5 separate regions of the Mus musculus genome follow, and regions 1, 2, 3 and 4 are each linked to region 5. A link is a contact called in public HiChIP or PLAC-seq and promoter capture Hi-C data. All regions are on one chromosome and are shown on one strand. Each heading gives the region's core, a stretch centred on a gene start, on an enhancer-like site or on the middle of the called end of the contact. The rest is flanking DNA. Distances are from core to core; before and after follow the strand shown.

Region 1 (2,700 bases), core at 59-2,558, 710 kb after region 5:
CTGGGCCTGGTTCTGTTACCTGTGCATCTTAACTTTGAGCCTCAGATTTCCTCATCTCTAAAAATAGGGATAAGGATTCCATGGTTGTAAAAGGCTCCTTTCAGCCATCAGACTCTATGGTTTTAACTCTTAGTATTCTATTGCTGCGAAGAGACACCATGACCACGGTAACTCTTATAAAGGAAAGCATTTCACTGGGGCTGGCTTACACTTTCAGAGGTTGAGTCCACCGTCATCATGGCGGGAAGGATAGCAGCAGGCAGAGATAATAGTGCTGGAGAAGCCGCTGGAAGTTCTACCTCCAGGTCCAAAGACAAGAGGGAAAGAAGGCACTGCTACTGAAACTCCCAAAGCTCAACCTCACACTTCCTACAAGGCCACACCCACTCTAACTAGGCCACACCCATCCTAACAAGGCCACGCCAAAACGGTGATGAAGACTGTGTTTTCACCAAAATTTCAGACAAACTCCCCCCAGGTCTTCTGCTTGACTAGATCCAACTTCCAGCTTTCTGTTCTAGGGGAATCTAATTGGAGGACAAATCCTGATAAGTCAGTTTCGCCATAATTCTTATCCTTGATGTCTGACTGCTGTTAATGTCTTTTTTTTTTTTTTTTTTTTTTTTTTTGGTTTTTCGAAACAGGGGTTCTCTGTATAGCCCTGGCTGTCCTGGAACTCACTTTGTAGACCAGGCTGGCCTCAAACTCAGAAATCCACCTGCTGCTGCATCCCAAGTGCTGGGATTAAAGGCGTGCGCCACCACTGCCCGGCTGTTAATGTTTTATTACTTATCAACTTATCACTTATCTACAGCCTAAGTTCTGGGAAGCAGATCTACTGAGAGTCTCTCTTACCCCGCGATCTTCAGTAATTGTCCTTATACTAACTCATATTGTACTGTCCTCCATTTATCTTACTGGAACCAAGTCCAGTCTCTCCCCCTTACTGCAAGACCCCAACGCAATGGTCCTTTGTACCTGTCTCTATGGACCATTTTGAGTGAAGCCTGCCTGCTTTTTGTATATTTTTGGTGTGGTGCTTTTGCTGACCTCAAATTTACTATGTAGCCCAGGAGGCCTCAAATGTAGCAATCTGATTACAGGCTTAGTAGAAGCCAGCTTTGGGAAGGCTTAAGAATCAGGCAGGTGGATCTTTTTAGCCACAGGGCAAAGTGGTTTGCATAAACCCATTCTTGGTTTTCCCTGGGACTGAAGATTTGAGATTGCTGAGTCCACCGTGGCACCAGGGGGCGCTGCAGAATGTTCCCGGAAGCCCGCAGACCTCACTGCGGGACGCACCTGCTTTCCGGCTCTCGGCTCTTCCGGAAGCGGAGCTGCTTACCGGCGTGGGGCGAGACGGGGAGCTGCCGGGAAGCGGCCGGGAAGCGGCCGAGAACCTGCCGGGTGAACAGGGCCTGCAGGGGGGCTGCGCCTGGGTCCCGCGTGGGGCGCCATGGACGACGCCGGCGGCTTGGGAGGCAGCGGAGGATTCCGCCCGGGCGTAGACAGCCTGGATGAGCCGCCCAACAGCCGCATTTTTCTAGTGATCAGCAAGCACACATCCGAATTGGTGCTGAGGGAGCGCTTCTCGCCCTTCGGAGACATCCAGGACATCTGGGTGGTGCGCGACAAGCACACTAAGGAGTCCAAGGGCGTGGCCTTCGTCAAGTTCGCGCGCAGCTCACAGGCCTGCCGGGCAATGGAGGAGATGCACGGACAGTGCCTGGGTCCCAGCGACACCAAGCCCATCAAGGTGCGGGGCTGAGGTGCCTGGTTTAGGGTGTGTGAGGTAGAGATGCCCAGGTTGGGGTGTTTGGGATATGGGTGCCCGGGGTTGAGGGTGCTCGCGAGGGTGACGGCGGTATGGGTTGGGGTCTCTCCCGCCCCTTTGCTGCGCCGGGGATGCTGTGCATCTGGTAGGAGAGGGGTTGGATTCTGCACGCACCGTGAGTGTGCCGAGGATGGCTTGGAGGAGCGGATCCCCGGCCTCTGGCCAAAGGAGCCTCTTACCCTGGGAACAGATTGGGTAGCCACATCCAAGGATAGCACAACTGTGGCTGACCTCGTAAGTCAGTCAACCTCCTGTCCCCGTCTTCCTGTCTATTGTGAAAACTTTTCTGAGCTTCCTCTCTCGAACACTGTAATTACCTTCGCGACTAGAAAATTTAGTTTTAGGGTTTTTTTTCCTCGTGTATTTTACTTTTACAAAGCTTGAAGGATCTCTTAAGTAAAAAAAAAATTACAGCACCATGCCTATAAACAGAAAATTATCAAAGTAAAAGTATTTTGTGACAAGCTATGCTATACTGGAAAGGGGCAAACCTAGAAAACGGTGCAAGGTGTGGGGGAATTCTGGTTTGGGTTTTGTAAGAATACCATTTACGAGTGTTCATGGACTGTGGGCTAGAGTGTCTCCAGCCCCTCTTCTATGCTGCACCTGGGCATGGGGAGGGGAGTTAGAGGGTAGTAGGGGCAGAGAAAGGCAGAGGGAGAGGAGGAGGGGGAGGGAAAGAAGAAGGAGCAGGAGGAAGAAGAAGAAGAGAGAAAGAAAAGGAAGAAGAAAGAAGAGGCCAGCCATGAGCACGTAGAGAAGGGGAAATAAATGGGGGCGGGGGGAGAGCAAGGGAGGAACGGGGTTAAAATTTTTGAGAACAAGGTGTGTGCTAGGTCATTCATGTGCGCTATATAGATACAGTCATT
Region 2 (2,700 bases), core at 200-2,699, 990 kb after region 5:
AACAATTTTATACAAAATACTTATATAGTATTTAGAACTAGAAGCTACTGTGCGCTGCAGCTTGAAGGAATACAGTATGGGAGTCTTCTATGTTTCCCTGATTTTTCATGGACACACACTCAAGCGTGGTAGGTACCAAGAATCCGAAGTTCCAGATGTGTCCATAAAAAGGGAAACTCGGAAAATTCTGACGGCGTGGCTACTAGCCTCTGCGCTGGTAACTTTGTAACTTTGAAAGGCGATAGCACCCACGGACTTGGCTATCGGAGCTCCAAGAATATTTCCAGTTTTTAATTCTTAAGAGGAACTTTAGCCGGCTCCCCAGGTACTGGAAAGTGTGCAGGATGCTGGGAGTGTCTGAGCTTCCTTACATCTTAGCGAGACAGAACTAGGGAGCGAAACAAATGAAGTTGATCCTGGAGTCTCTTGTCTTCAGAGTACACTCCCACAGCCATCTTAATTAAAAGGGCGCTTTTCCTTACTGAAAAGCAACATAGAATCAGGGCCTCCAATCCACATGGTCATGGGGAATTAACTGCATACAGACCTGTGCAAGTTATGTCACCAACGGTTACTCTGAAGGTGAAAGTGGGCACGTGTACTTGCACATCGGATCTTTCACATTCATAAACTGGAATGTTCTTGGTCTTCATGCCGTACTCGTGCAATACCTGAATCGGTGTTTTCCCAGGCTTAGCTGTTATCATCTTGCCCAAACTGCAAAAACCAGAAAAAAACGTAGGCATTGCACGTCAAAGCTGAAAGGGAAGCAAAAGCATCCACTTCTCAGTTTTGACAGTCACAAATGGTGACAAAAAGGTTCTGCAGCTCCCCAGCGGCCAGGATCAGTGGCAAGGCCTGGGCGAGCACCTGTCCCCGGGTGCTGCAGCCCATGGAGGAGAGTGGAGAGGTCTGTACAGAGAACTTGAGAGCGGTGGGAGGGATGCTGAAAGAAATCGGGTGGGCTTGGACTAGGCAGCTAGACACCCGGGTCTGCGCCTCAACACTGATCAAGTCCTCCCGATCGGCTAGCTGCCTAGGGTCACTAGAGGGGCGGGGCGCGCAGCAGACCCCCAGGGCCCGGAGGGCGGGCCCAGCGCCACGCCGGGAGAGGGGGGAGCTTTACCCAGAATGCTGCCCGACAGCCGGCTCCCTGCCCCTGCCCCGCTGCCCACCCGTCTTGGGCCTTGAGGCCTCGACGGCCCGGCGCTGACCTGAAGGTCCCGCTGTCCTCGCGCTGCAGCGGCGGGGCCTCGGCACGATGCCTGCTATGGGACATGGCGAGAAGGGACGGCTGGCCACAGCAATCAAGAGAAGTGTGGATCTGGGTCCTCCCTCTCCACGTCGGCCAGTTCCCGAGAGGAGCGTGCCCGCGCTGCCGCTTGGACGCCCCTCGAATCGCTGCCTGCCTCCCTCCAGCTAAGGGACAGGAGGAGAAGGAAGGAGAGGCGGGGCCTCGGCGCGGAAGAGCCGGCCACACCCCCTCTCTGCCCAGCCTCTCTGCCCCGCCCCTCTCTGCCATGCTCAGCCCCTCGATGTTCTTGCTCCACTTTGCCACAGTGCTCAGCCCTTTCCCGTTCCTCGGGCTCCGCCCTCTCTGCCAAGTTTCTGTCCTTCCCAGCTACCGCCCGCTCTCTAGTTGGGTTCCCAGAGCTTCTCAGAGCCCGGCCCCGCCCCTCCTGCGACCTGGCTCCGCCCTCTCTGCCAGTCCGGGCTCTTCCCAGCCTCTGCAGGCGCCTCCCCCCACCCCCCGTTCCGCTTCCAAAGCTTCTGAGCGCCCGGCCCCGCCCCTCACCCTTCTAGGCCCCGCCTCCATTGCATGTCCCGGCTCTTCCCGGCTCCTGCCTGCACCCCGCTTCGGTTCCCCGAGTTTCCCCTCCCGCCTTTAGTGGTGCAGAGAGCCTCAGTCCTTTGTCCTTAAAGGGAGGTGGCTTCCTTCTCAGCGAGAAAGCTAGTAGTAGGCTACGAGCCTAGCATGTTTGAGGAGCAAGGAAAAAAGATTAAGGGTTGGACTACTTTAAGAAAGATTTAAAAATTCGAATGGTAAATTACTAAGAAAATTGTGGATCTTGGCCCCGAAACTTGAGACCCGAGAGCGTCAGCTAAGGGGCAGCCAGTGGCTTTAAGAGCCCTGGATCCCTGGGCCCGCTGCTGTCTGGCGGGCCCGCTGCTGTCTGGCGGACTCTTGTGACCTGCTTAGGATAGTGGTTTTCATTCTTCCTAATGCTGTGACCCTTTAATTCAGTTCCTCATGTCGTGGTGACAACCCCTTCTCCCCCTCGCCAACTATAATATTATTTCTTGCTACTTCATATCTGTAGTTTTGCTACTATAATGCAACCCCAGGGGACTTGCAACCCACAGGTTTAGAACCTCTGCTTTGGGAACATGTGGGATCCCCAAAGAGATGCTGGAGGTGGAGTGCATAGCAAGGATATTTAGACCAGTTTCCAGGATTGCTCTTCCGGTTGACCTGTGCAATGGAGAGTGATGACGTTAACCTGGAACGCTCCACCTACAGAGTATGTTGTGGGTGTGTTAGCGCTTCAGAGCGTCTTAGAATTTGTGAACTATTTGCACAATGGCTCCTGTGTTTACTTAATGCTCTAGAATTGAATTCTAGAAATATTCTTACTGAGAGACTCCTAAAAGGTTTTTTTGTTTGCTTGTTTGTTTGTTTGTTTGTTTGTTTTTTAATGG
Region 3 (2,700 bases), core at 74-2,573, 950 kb before region 5:
AATACAAAGGTGATACCACTCCAACCTTTGAGGAATTTTTTTTTTCCTAGATTGTTCTTTTCAAGAACAGATAAAACTCCTTCCCTTCCCAGAGCTGCATTGAGCGTTTTTCAATGGTCAAACATGGAGGCCAGGGGCTGAAATGATTGAAGAAAGAGCAGAGAGGACTAGTACTAACTTCCCCAATAAGCAAGAATTGATCGAGGACCTAAAGTGAGGGATGGGGGGGGGGGGGAATTTCCTTTCTGTGGCAATAGATTAAAAGCCCAATCGTGGGTGCTCAAAATGGTATTTCAGAGAGGTAGACAAGTATCCCAAACCATTCACAGCCTTTGGGATGAGTGGTTGCTCCCCCACCACAGAAACACGTAGGAGGCGGGAGGGACCCTAATTTAAGTTGGAGCCAAGTGGCAAATGAATGTGCTCTCTTGGCCTAAACAGCCCCGTTTTCTGGGTAAAGTATTGGGATGTGGCTTTCCTGAAATGAGCGGGTAAAAACTGAGAGTGCCTGCTTTCCTTCTGGACAAGTGTTTTTTTGTGAGGGAGAGGAAGAGAGTAGCCAAGTGACCAACGTTGGGGGGGGGGGCAGACTTGGGACTGGGGGAGGCGCTGTGGGATGACATCCCCGGAGCTTAAGCACTGCCTGGTCTCATTTCCCTCCCACATGGCGGCCAATTGCACAGACGTTTTGAGCCAAACAAAACCAAAAATGCCCAGTAATTCCTAGAAAAGGTGTGGTGCGTGCGCGCGTGCGTGTGTGTGTGTGTGTGTGTGTGTGTGTGTGTGTGTGTGTGTGTGAAAGAGGGGGGGGGAGGCACAGAGACAGACAGAGACAGAACGAGAGAGAACTGACACACAGAGAGGAGAGAGAGAGAGAGAGAGAGAGAGAGAGAGAGAGAGAGAGAGAGAGAAGAGAGGAAAGGGATTCCGAAGAGAAAGGAAAAGAAAAGAAGATAAAAAGAGGAGAGGTAGTAAGGAGAGAGAGAGAGAGAGAGAGAGAGAGAGAGAGAGAGAGAGAGAGAGAGGAGAGAGAGGAGAGAGAGAGAGAAAGAGAAGAGGAAAAACATGGCGCTCGCGAGCTGTATGTGCAAAATCCGCAAGGAATTGCAGTAAATTCCTTTTTGTTTGAAGAAAATTTACAACTTGGTAATAGACCTTTTTATGACCTATTTGCGGTCGTCATTGGCTGCGGCTGGTCATGTGCAGGCGCCGCTCGCCTTCACGGCCTTTTTCCTGATTTCCCAGGCGAATTTGCCCCCGCATTCTGCTTTCCCAGAGCCTCACCCCCTCTTTTTCTAACCTTTGTCTCTGCAGAGGTGGGCTCTAGTCGCCGGCTGCGGGATCGCGTGGTCCGCAGCGGCCTGGGCTCCCGCCGCGACTCCACCGCAGCTCGCCCCCGGTCGCGATTGCGGCCGCTTCCAGAGCCGGCGGGGAGCCCGGAAGGAGCCCCGGGCGCCGAGCCACCAGCCGCCTCTCACACTCCAGCAGGGAGCCGACCGCCTGCTTCAACCCTGGTCCCGAGCTTCCTACCCGATCCCTCCAGCAACATGAGCCCAAACCTGCCGAGGATGGTGAGCGCAGCCGGGCAGCGCCGGATGGATTCCAGCCACAGTCCGGGCCGACCGCCCGCAGTTCGGCACCCTCCGGGTAAGAGCCACCCTGCTGGCGCAGGAGCTGCCCGCTCCACCGCCTCGGGCAATGGGTGCCACTTCCCCAGCTCCCCGCGTTATTCAAGAACCTGGGGATCGCTCTCTGCATCCTCGTCCCTAAAGTATGTCCCTTGGGGCTCGAGGTAGGGTCCTGCTAGGCTCAAAAGTGCATTGGGGACTCCTTCGTGTCTCTCACCTCACCCCACCCCCTCAGAGATCCCTTGACTTGGAAACCCGCAGATCCCGAGCTCCCCTCCCCCAATCCGCCCTGTGAAGAAGAATGTGAAAATGGTTTCTGGACTCCTCAGCTTGGCTGGGGCTGGGGGGTGAGGGGTGGGGTCAGTAAAGGTTTCGTATGGTATAGAATACCGTGTTTCTGTGGTTTGATGGTGGTCAGAACTACCCTAGGTTAACAGGTGTTTTTCGAGGGTTGGGTCGTGGGTGGGGGTGGGGAGACTTCGGTGTATTCAGGATGTCTTTCATGGGTGAGGCCAATTTTTAGGATCTATATTTTATTGGGCCTTGTGTATAAAGACGCTTTAATTATTTAAAAACATTTCTCTAATTCTTAAGGGGAAAATGGTAATAATAACCCAAGCTAGGTTCTTCCTGCATCTGATAATGTGTCAGGTGAATTTGGACTATTTTATGTCACAAATGGATGTTTGCTATGGGAAGTAATATCAGAAAATCTGGTACAGGTTTTAGGATAAACCCAATAGATATTTGAGAAATGTGAGGCATTTCGGCGTTCAAACATCGCGTGTGTTTCTCATTTGTCAGAGTAATGAAAGAGTAGATCTTTTTGCTTTCCAAATGCGTTGTGTTTTTTTTTCCATTTTCCAATAAACACCATACTGCAATATTTCCCTTATTTCGAAACTACTGAACCAAACACACAGGAAAAAAAAAGAAAGAAAGAAAAAGAAAATCTTTGCAGAACATAATGTTGTTTCACTCCCCAAAATTTTGGATGGCATTTGACGATGCACTTTGAAACCCCTATTTCCTGTTCCTTCAGGAACACATAGGGAAACATTGAAACCTTAGA
Region 4 (2,700 bases), core at 38-2,537, 830 kb before region 5:
TGGTGGGAGCAAAGGTGGAAATGACTTGTCTAAAGCCATGGAATGCCCAGGAACCCTGGAAATCCTAGAAGCTGGGCAGATGGAGGAAGGACATTTATTTCTATGTCCTTGAGAGCAAGCATCGTCTTGCCAACACTTTAACCTCAGACTTCTAGCTTCCAGAACCAGAGAGTAAATGCATCCGTTGTTTTAAACACCCAGTGTGTGATAATCTGTCCCGCACCTCTAAGAAAGCAATATACTACTTAAGTATATGAACAGAAATTTAGACAATAAACTGTAATGGAGGGTCAGAGATCTGTGGACAAGAAACAAAATCGCCAGGCGTGGTGGTGCACACCTTTAATCCCAGCACTCGGGAGGCAGAGGCAGGCCAGGTACAGTAGTTTACTCTAGGGTTGGGTGGGAGGTGGGCAGGGACAGACCAAGTTCCGAGTGTTGTTGGCCAGCCTAATCCTTGTGCTCCAGATTCTCAGTGAGAGACCCTATCTCAAAATAGAGGATGGAGAGCAACTGAAGAGGTACTGAGACACTGACCACTGTACAAGCTGATGCATGTGTGTGTATGGGCTATGCTACCGAGCCTGAAGACTTGAGTTGGATCCCTGGAACCCACATGGTTGGAGAGAACTAAGTACCAAAAGTTGTCTTGGGTCTATACACTGACACACACACACAACAACATCGTCTCACCTCTCCGAGCCATGTTCTCATCAGCGAAAGGGGGCTTTGGCTCACCAAATGATTTCTGAAATCAAGTGTAACTTTATGCTTCTAATTTTCTAATTCTGTAATATTTATGATTTTTGGTCAATTGTAACCTATAGTTAAAAAAAAAAAAGATTAGACTAAGAGGAAAGATTCAAGGGATCTAGCGCCCTTCCTTTTACTCTTGTTCCTTCTACACTCAGAAACAAGTAATTGAAGTGCTTTATTCTCCAAGCTTCATTTTGGGTGCTTGGAGTTGAAAGATTAAATTATGTCTCAGCTCACAAGCTGTGTAAGCCTCCTTCTGGCTAGCGCATTTGAACAAATAACCAACACTAATATCAGTCTATGGACCCCGAATCCTACAGTTAGTGGAATTGAGAGAATTCCTGAGTTTCTGGGCTCCAGTAGAACCAGACCAGGCACTTGAACCTCTTGAAGCTGTTTCTGTCTTGTTGAACTGCTGAAAGGTTGCAATCAAATCCAAAAGACTCTAGCCAGAGAGCCTGCTCTCTTAGGGCTCTCGCAGGTCCGGAGCGCGCGGGGCGGAGCAGCCGGAAGTGCCGGCGCGCGTTGTCAGCGACGCCGGAAGTGCTTGGTCGGCCTGGCGGTAACCTTGCGGGCCGAGCCACCGCTGCCGAGGTGAGCTCTGCTCGTCTTAGCGTTGGCCCAGCGAAGCTCGTCAGCTGCCGGGGGAAGGCCGCCGAGGTCGCGCGGGAGGGCGCCGAGCGCCGCGGAGCTCAGGCGCGCGCGCAGGACCTCGCAGCCGACATGTCTCTGGTGGCGGAAGCGTTCGTCTCCCAGATCGCAGGTAGCCCGTGTGGGCGCCGACGGGGCGGCGTGGGTGGCGGCGGGGATCCGCGTGGGGAGGCGGAGGGCTGGAGTTTCCCTGTAGCCGTGGGTCGAGGGTGCTGAGTCTACAGCCCGGGTGGAGGCGGCAGCGGCCATGGAGGCTTGGCCTCACTTTCTGGATGAGGAAACTGAGGACACATGGCCAAGGTCACCCTGCAGGGACAGAGTCCTGACCTCACTCCCTCCGCGGCGCTTTGTTCCCCGACTCCGCGGTTTAGGTGGCGGAGGCCCGGGGCTGGGGATCGAGGTGGGGGCGTGGCCACGGGTTGGGTCCTCGCCTCCCCCAAGGTTTCCGTGGGAATAGGGCAGCCTCTCTGCTCTTGGGTTCTCAAGTTTAAGGTGACTGTCACTCTTGAGCTGCCCTTCTTTACCTGTTGTTGATGGGTCACCCGAGTTGTTCTCCAAGCCATTTGCAAAGTCTGTGGGATTCTTTGAATTATTCTTAATGGGCATGAAGTTTAAAGAAAGTAAACATCTTTTGACACACACACACACACACACACACACACATTCGTATTGAAGTTTTTATTTTGGCGAAAGTGGCTATGATAGAAAAAAAGAGTCAAGTTAATGGGATGAATGTTAATTCCAGCAGTGTTTTCAACGTTCGAATGAGGAGATAGTCACTAAGATAAACAGTCGTATTTGGGGTAAAGTAGTACATTGGAAATGAAAGTATAATGTGTTATCAACTTTTCGAAACGCTTTCCATTGTATTGAATTTGTGTGAACTTAGATTTCCTTTAAAATAGCATTTTATAGGAGAGAGGATAGAAGAGAGATTGTAAGCTTCATGAAAGCAGGGAATTTTGTTTCCCATTGTATCCTAGGACCTGTCTGTCAGTTCTCTTTAAATACCCATGACTTGAGTAAATAACACAGATTTCAAGTAATGTTTCTCTCTGACTTTATCAGTGAGGTTGAAAAAGTCAGGCCTCTGACTTGAGGTCAGTGGTTTATTTTAGACTGATACTATGTCATAAATCATTTCACAGTATATGTTTGTATTCTGAATGTATATATCCAATGTGTGATTTCTTTTCAACAAGAAAACAAGAAATGGTATTTGATAAACTTTTGATAAGTTCAGAATTCTACCTCAGTTAGTGAAGTTTACAAATCCCCAGGAAGTTTGTATTT
Region 5 (2,700 bases), core at 192-2,691:
ACATAGCCAGCTAGAGAGGCATGGGCCTCTGCCTTCAGAGTAGCCTAGAGGTGACACATACCACGACTAGCAAATCTGTAGACTTTTAATTTACAGTTGTTATTGTGAGAAGGCTAGGCTAAGTCCACGACAGGCTTCAAATTAGCAGCTAAGGAGACGAGGTCTAAAAACCCAGGCTTCAGGCAGCTAATTAGAAACTGCCCCACCACCTGGCCTGAAACAAGGACAATGGGTCAGCAGTTCCCAGCCAGCCCCCACGCCCCAGTAATGGAATGTCCTTCGAGATAGCATAAGACACAGCCTACCACCCCCCACCCCAGATTCCTCAGCCAGTTTCCAGGCACCATACCCTAGTATGGTTCTGGAATACCTAGAGACAGAGTAAGACAAAGCCCACCTACCCCAGGATTCCACTAAGGTGCTTTAAATTGGTCCTGCGGGCTCACTTCAGGCTCTATCTTGGTAACGGGAGACCCCAGCATGCTGGACTTCTACAGAATAAAAACAGTGTTTGCGTTTACATACTATTAGAATCCGGGGTATCATTCTTCGTTACAGTGGGTGTTTCGAGACTACCTAATCCTATGTTTGCTTTTATTTGATTAAAAACCCAAATCGTTCCAAATCCCTTTGCTAAGCAAATAAACGATTCGACTTATTTCGTTCATATACTGCACACTAAAACTCGAAACTGATGACCACTTTAAATAAGAAACAAATCTCTAGCCAACAGGTAGAGGGCCTATATGGCCAGAAGCCTTTTGGAAACGTTGGAAATCGTTCCATTCTCTCAATTCTATACCCAAGTGGCTCTGCTTCTTCCTCCCAGACTGTCTTAATTTGTAAATGTGCAAGCTGCTAAGGTGAAAACCGCAGTAACTCAGCCGCGTTTTGCGGTCCGTGAGACGTGCCCCGACTGCGACTTGCAGTGTGGGTCTCCCAGGAAGGCGGCGCAGTCACATTTTTCCAAACCTGGGCTCTCGACATTTAGAAAGCCGCGAGGGAGGCGAAGATGGTCAACTGGCTTTCTTACAACCTTAAGTCTCAAGTCAGAAAAGCGTGACTTTCCATTTGGCTCTGGAATGGAGGTGAACTCGGAAATGGAGACCCGCAGGCGCGCGGGGGAGGGGCGAGAGGGGCCAGAAGAAAGGGAAAGGCCTTTCTCTAAGCTGACGCGCGGTCACGCGGCTTTCTCCCGACGTGGGCTCTCGCCATTGGTCGAGCTGCCGCTGACGTAAGCGTCGCTGCCGGGCGCGAACCGCGGCGAAGGCGGCGCTGCGTTGGAAGTTGGCGAGGCGCGCGCGCTCCCGCCGGCGGCCCAATCCCCGCTCTCCACCCTCGGCCCGCCAACGCGGTGGACCAGTCGCGCTCCGCTTTCTCATGACTCCGCCCCCAGTGGGCGGGCGGCGCGCGGATAGCACATCACGTGGTGACTGGCCCCGCCTCTTCCTCTCGGTCCCATATTGAACTCGAGTTGGAAGAGGCGAGTCCGGTCTCAAAATGGAGGTAAAACCGCCGCCCGGTCGCCCCCAGCCTGACTCCGGCCGTCGCCGCCGCCGCCGGGGGGAGGAGGTATTAGGGGGAGAGCGGGGGGTTGCTGGGTAGTTGCCGGCATGGGGGGGCTTTGGCTCGATGGGAGTGGGGAGGCCGGGGAGACCGGGACGATCGTCCCGCGCTTTGCGCTGAGGGCGGTGGGAGGGGGAGGGGAGCGGGCCGGGTGGCCTCCTCCGGGCCCTCCGTCGGCCTGGTCCTCTCGGTCGGCCGCACCGGCAGCCCTCGAAGACGCGGCGGGGCCGGGGAGTGGCTCGGCAGCCGGGCGAGGATGCCCTCGGGCTGCGCGGCCTGACTTAGCGAGGCCGCGGGCGGCATGGCGGGCCTCCGCGGGAGCGGTTGGGAGGAGGCGGTGGGGGAGGGGAGGAGCACATCCGGGCGAGCGAGCAGGCGGGCGGCGGCCGCATTGACATTGATCCGCCGCCGCCGCGTTACGAAATGGCGCAGTGGCCCGCAATGGCCGCCGCCTGGCTACGCCGCCAAGAAGGAGTGCGCGGGGATTGGAGGGGACGGCGGGAGGCGGCCCGGCGTTTCTGCCGCAGATGGCCTCCAGGCTCCGGGCGCGGTGCTTTCCGCTGGGGTGCTCCCGACGTGGATCTAGGCCTTGGCGGGCCTTCTGGGTGATGACAATCCGCGCAATACTCGGGCCGGATTTTCTCAGCGCTCATTTGGGGATACATTACTGAAAAGCTTGCTGCTTTAAGGTGCTTCCTAACCCGCTGCTTGTGCTCAAGTATTTGGAATGAGAGTATTTACAGCGTCCTGTGGTTGAAGTCTTAACCATTTCGGGGGTTTGAGTGTAGATGTGTTTACTTGGAGCTTAATATTTTTATTGATCTAATTTCTCATACTTCGGATTGGCCCGGATTTTGGTTTTCCTGGATTTTGGTTTTAGAGAACTGCGACCACACTAGAAAATACCACGATTACGAGAATTTTGTGTGTATAGAGATGCTTTTTGTGTATTGTCAAATTCATTTATGCGAGGCTTGAATAAAGGGGTTTTACGTGAATTTGGGTAGTTGGGTTTCTGGTATGTGGCTGTCTGCATATTGAATGTTCTAACTAATATTTCCAGAAGATGGAAGAAAGTGAGCCCCCTTTAAGGGCTTGTGTTGAATTGTCTTAATGCGTTCATTAAAAGCGGTT

Evidence for each region. Promoter capture Hi-C pulls out the DNA fragments that hold promoters and counts their contacts. HiChIP or PLAC-seq counts read pairs in DNA pulled down with a chosen protein or histone mark.
Region 1: a contact with region 5 is called in an H3K27ac HiChIP or PLAC-seq map of thymic regulatory T cells, with 4 times the contacts expected there. The contact joins the promoter of Rbm45 here to the promoter of Hnrnpa3 in region 5. A contact is called at or near these places in 2 of 39 promoter capture datasets (hippocampal neurons and pre-B cells) and 1 of 115 datasets of contacts at active chromatin or transcription factors (thymic regulatory T cells).
Region 2: a promoter capture Hi-C map of liver shows a contact between it and region 5, with 5 times the contacts expected there. The contact joins the promoter of Prkra here to the promoter of Hnrnpa3 in region 5. A contact is called at or near these places in 4 of 39 promoter capture datasets (hippocampal neurons, liver and pre-B cells) and 1 of 115 datasets of contacts at active chromatin or transcription factors (astrocytes).
Region 3: a contact with region 5 is called in a promoter capture Hi-C map of the HPC-7 cell line, with 19 times the contacts expected there. The contact joins the promoter of Hoxd3 here to the promoter of Hnrnpa3 in region 5. A contact is called at or near these places in 10 of 39 promoter capture datasets (the 3T3-L1 cell line, 3T3-L1-derived adipocytes, the HPC-7 cell line and 6 more), 2 of 484 Hi-C or Micro-C datasets (palatal mesenchyme and uterus) and 8 of 115 datasets of contacts at active chromatin or transcription factors (cardiomyocytes, embryonic forebrain, embryonic limb bud and 4 more).
Region 4: a promoter capture Hi-C map of liver shows a contact between it and region 5, with 5 times the contacts expected there. The contact joins the promoter of Mtx2 here to the promoter of Hnrnpa3 in region 5. A contact is called at or near these places in 9 of 39 promoter capture datasets (the 3T3-L1 cell line, 3T3-L1-derived adipocytes, cranial neural crest and 4 more) and 2 of 115 datasets of contacts at active chromatin or transcription factors (astrocytes and bone marrow-derived macrophages).

Annotation. Positions count from the first base shown.
Region 1 is chr2:76,368,676-76,371,375 of GRCm38.p6, forward strand. It overlaps Rbm45 (RNA binding motif protein 45), which reads left to right and starts at 1,309. Exons shown (of 10, transcript NM_153405.2): 1 at 1,309-1,753. The coding sequence starts at 1,454.
Region 2 is chr2:76,646,578-76,649,277 of GRCm38.p6, forward strand. Prkra (protein kinase, interferon inducible double stranded RNA dependent activator) reads right to left here and starts at 1,450. Exons shown (of 8, transcript NM_011871.3): 1 at 1,215-1,450; 2 at 548-717. The coding sequence starts at 1,279.
Region 3 is chr2:74,710,670-74,713,369 of GRCm38.p6, forward strand. It overlaps Hoxd3 (homeobox D3), which reads left to right and starts at 1,324. Exons shown (of 3, transcript NM_010468.2): 1 at 1,324-1,647. It overlaps Gm38462 (predicted gene, 38462), which reads right to left and starts at 1,389. Exons shown (of 2, transcript NR_164327.1): 1 at 1,301-1,389. The region is part of intron 2 of Hoxd3os1 (homeobox D3, opposite strand 1); the gene reads right to left.
Region 4 is chr2:74,824,525-74,827,224 of GRCm38.p6, forward strand. Mtx2 (metaxin 2) reads left to right here and starts at 1,288. Exons shown (of 10, transcript NM_016804.4): 1 at 1,288-1,519. The coding sequence starts at 1,480.
Region 5 is chr2:75,657,818-75,660,517 of GRCm38.p6, forward strand. Hnrnpa3 (heterogeneous nuclear ribonucleoprotein A3) reads left to right here and starts at 1,442. Exons shown (of 11, transcript NM_053263.1): 1 at 1,442-1,506. The coding sequence starts at 1,501. Gm39859 (predicted gene, 39859) reads right to left here and starts at 1,120. Exons shown (of 3, transcript NR_166143.1): 1 at 973-1,120; 2 at 402-491.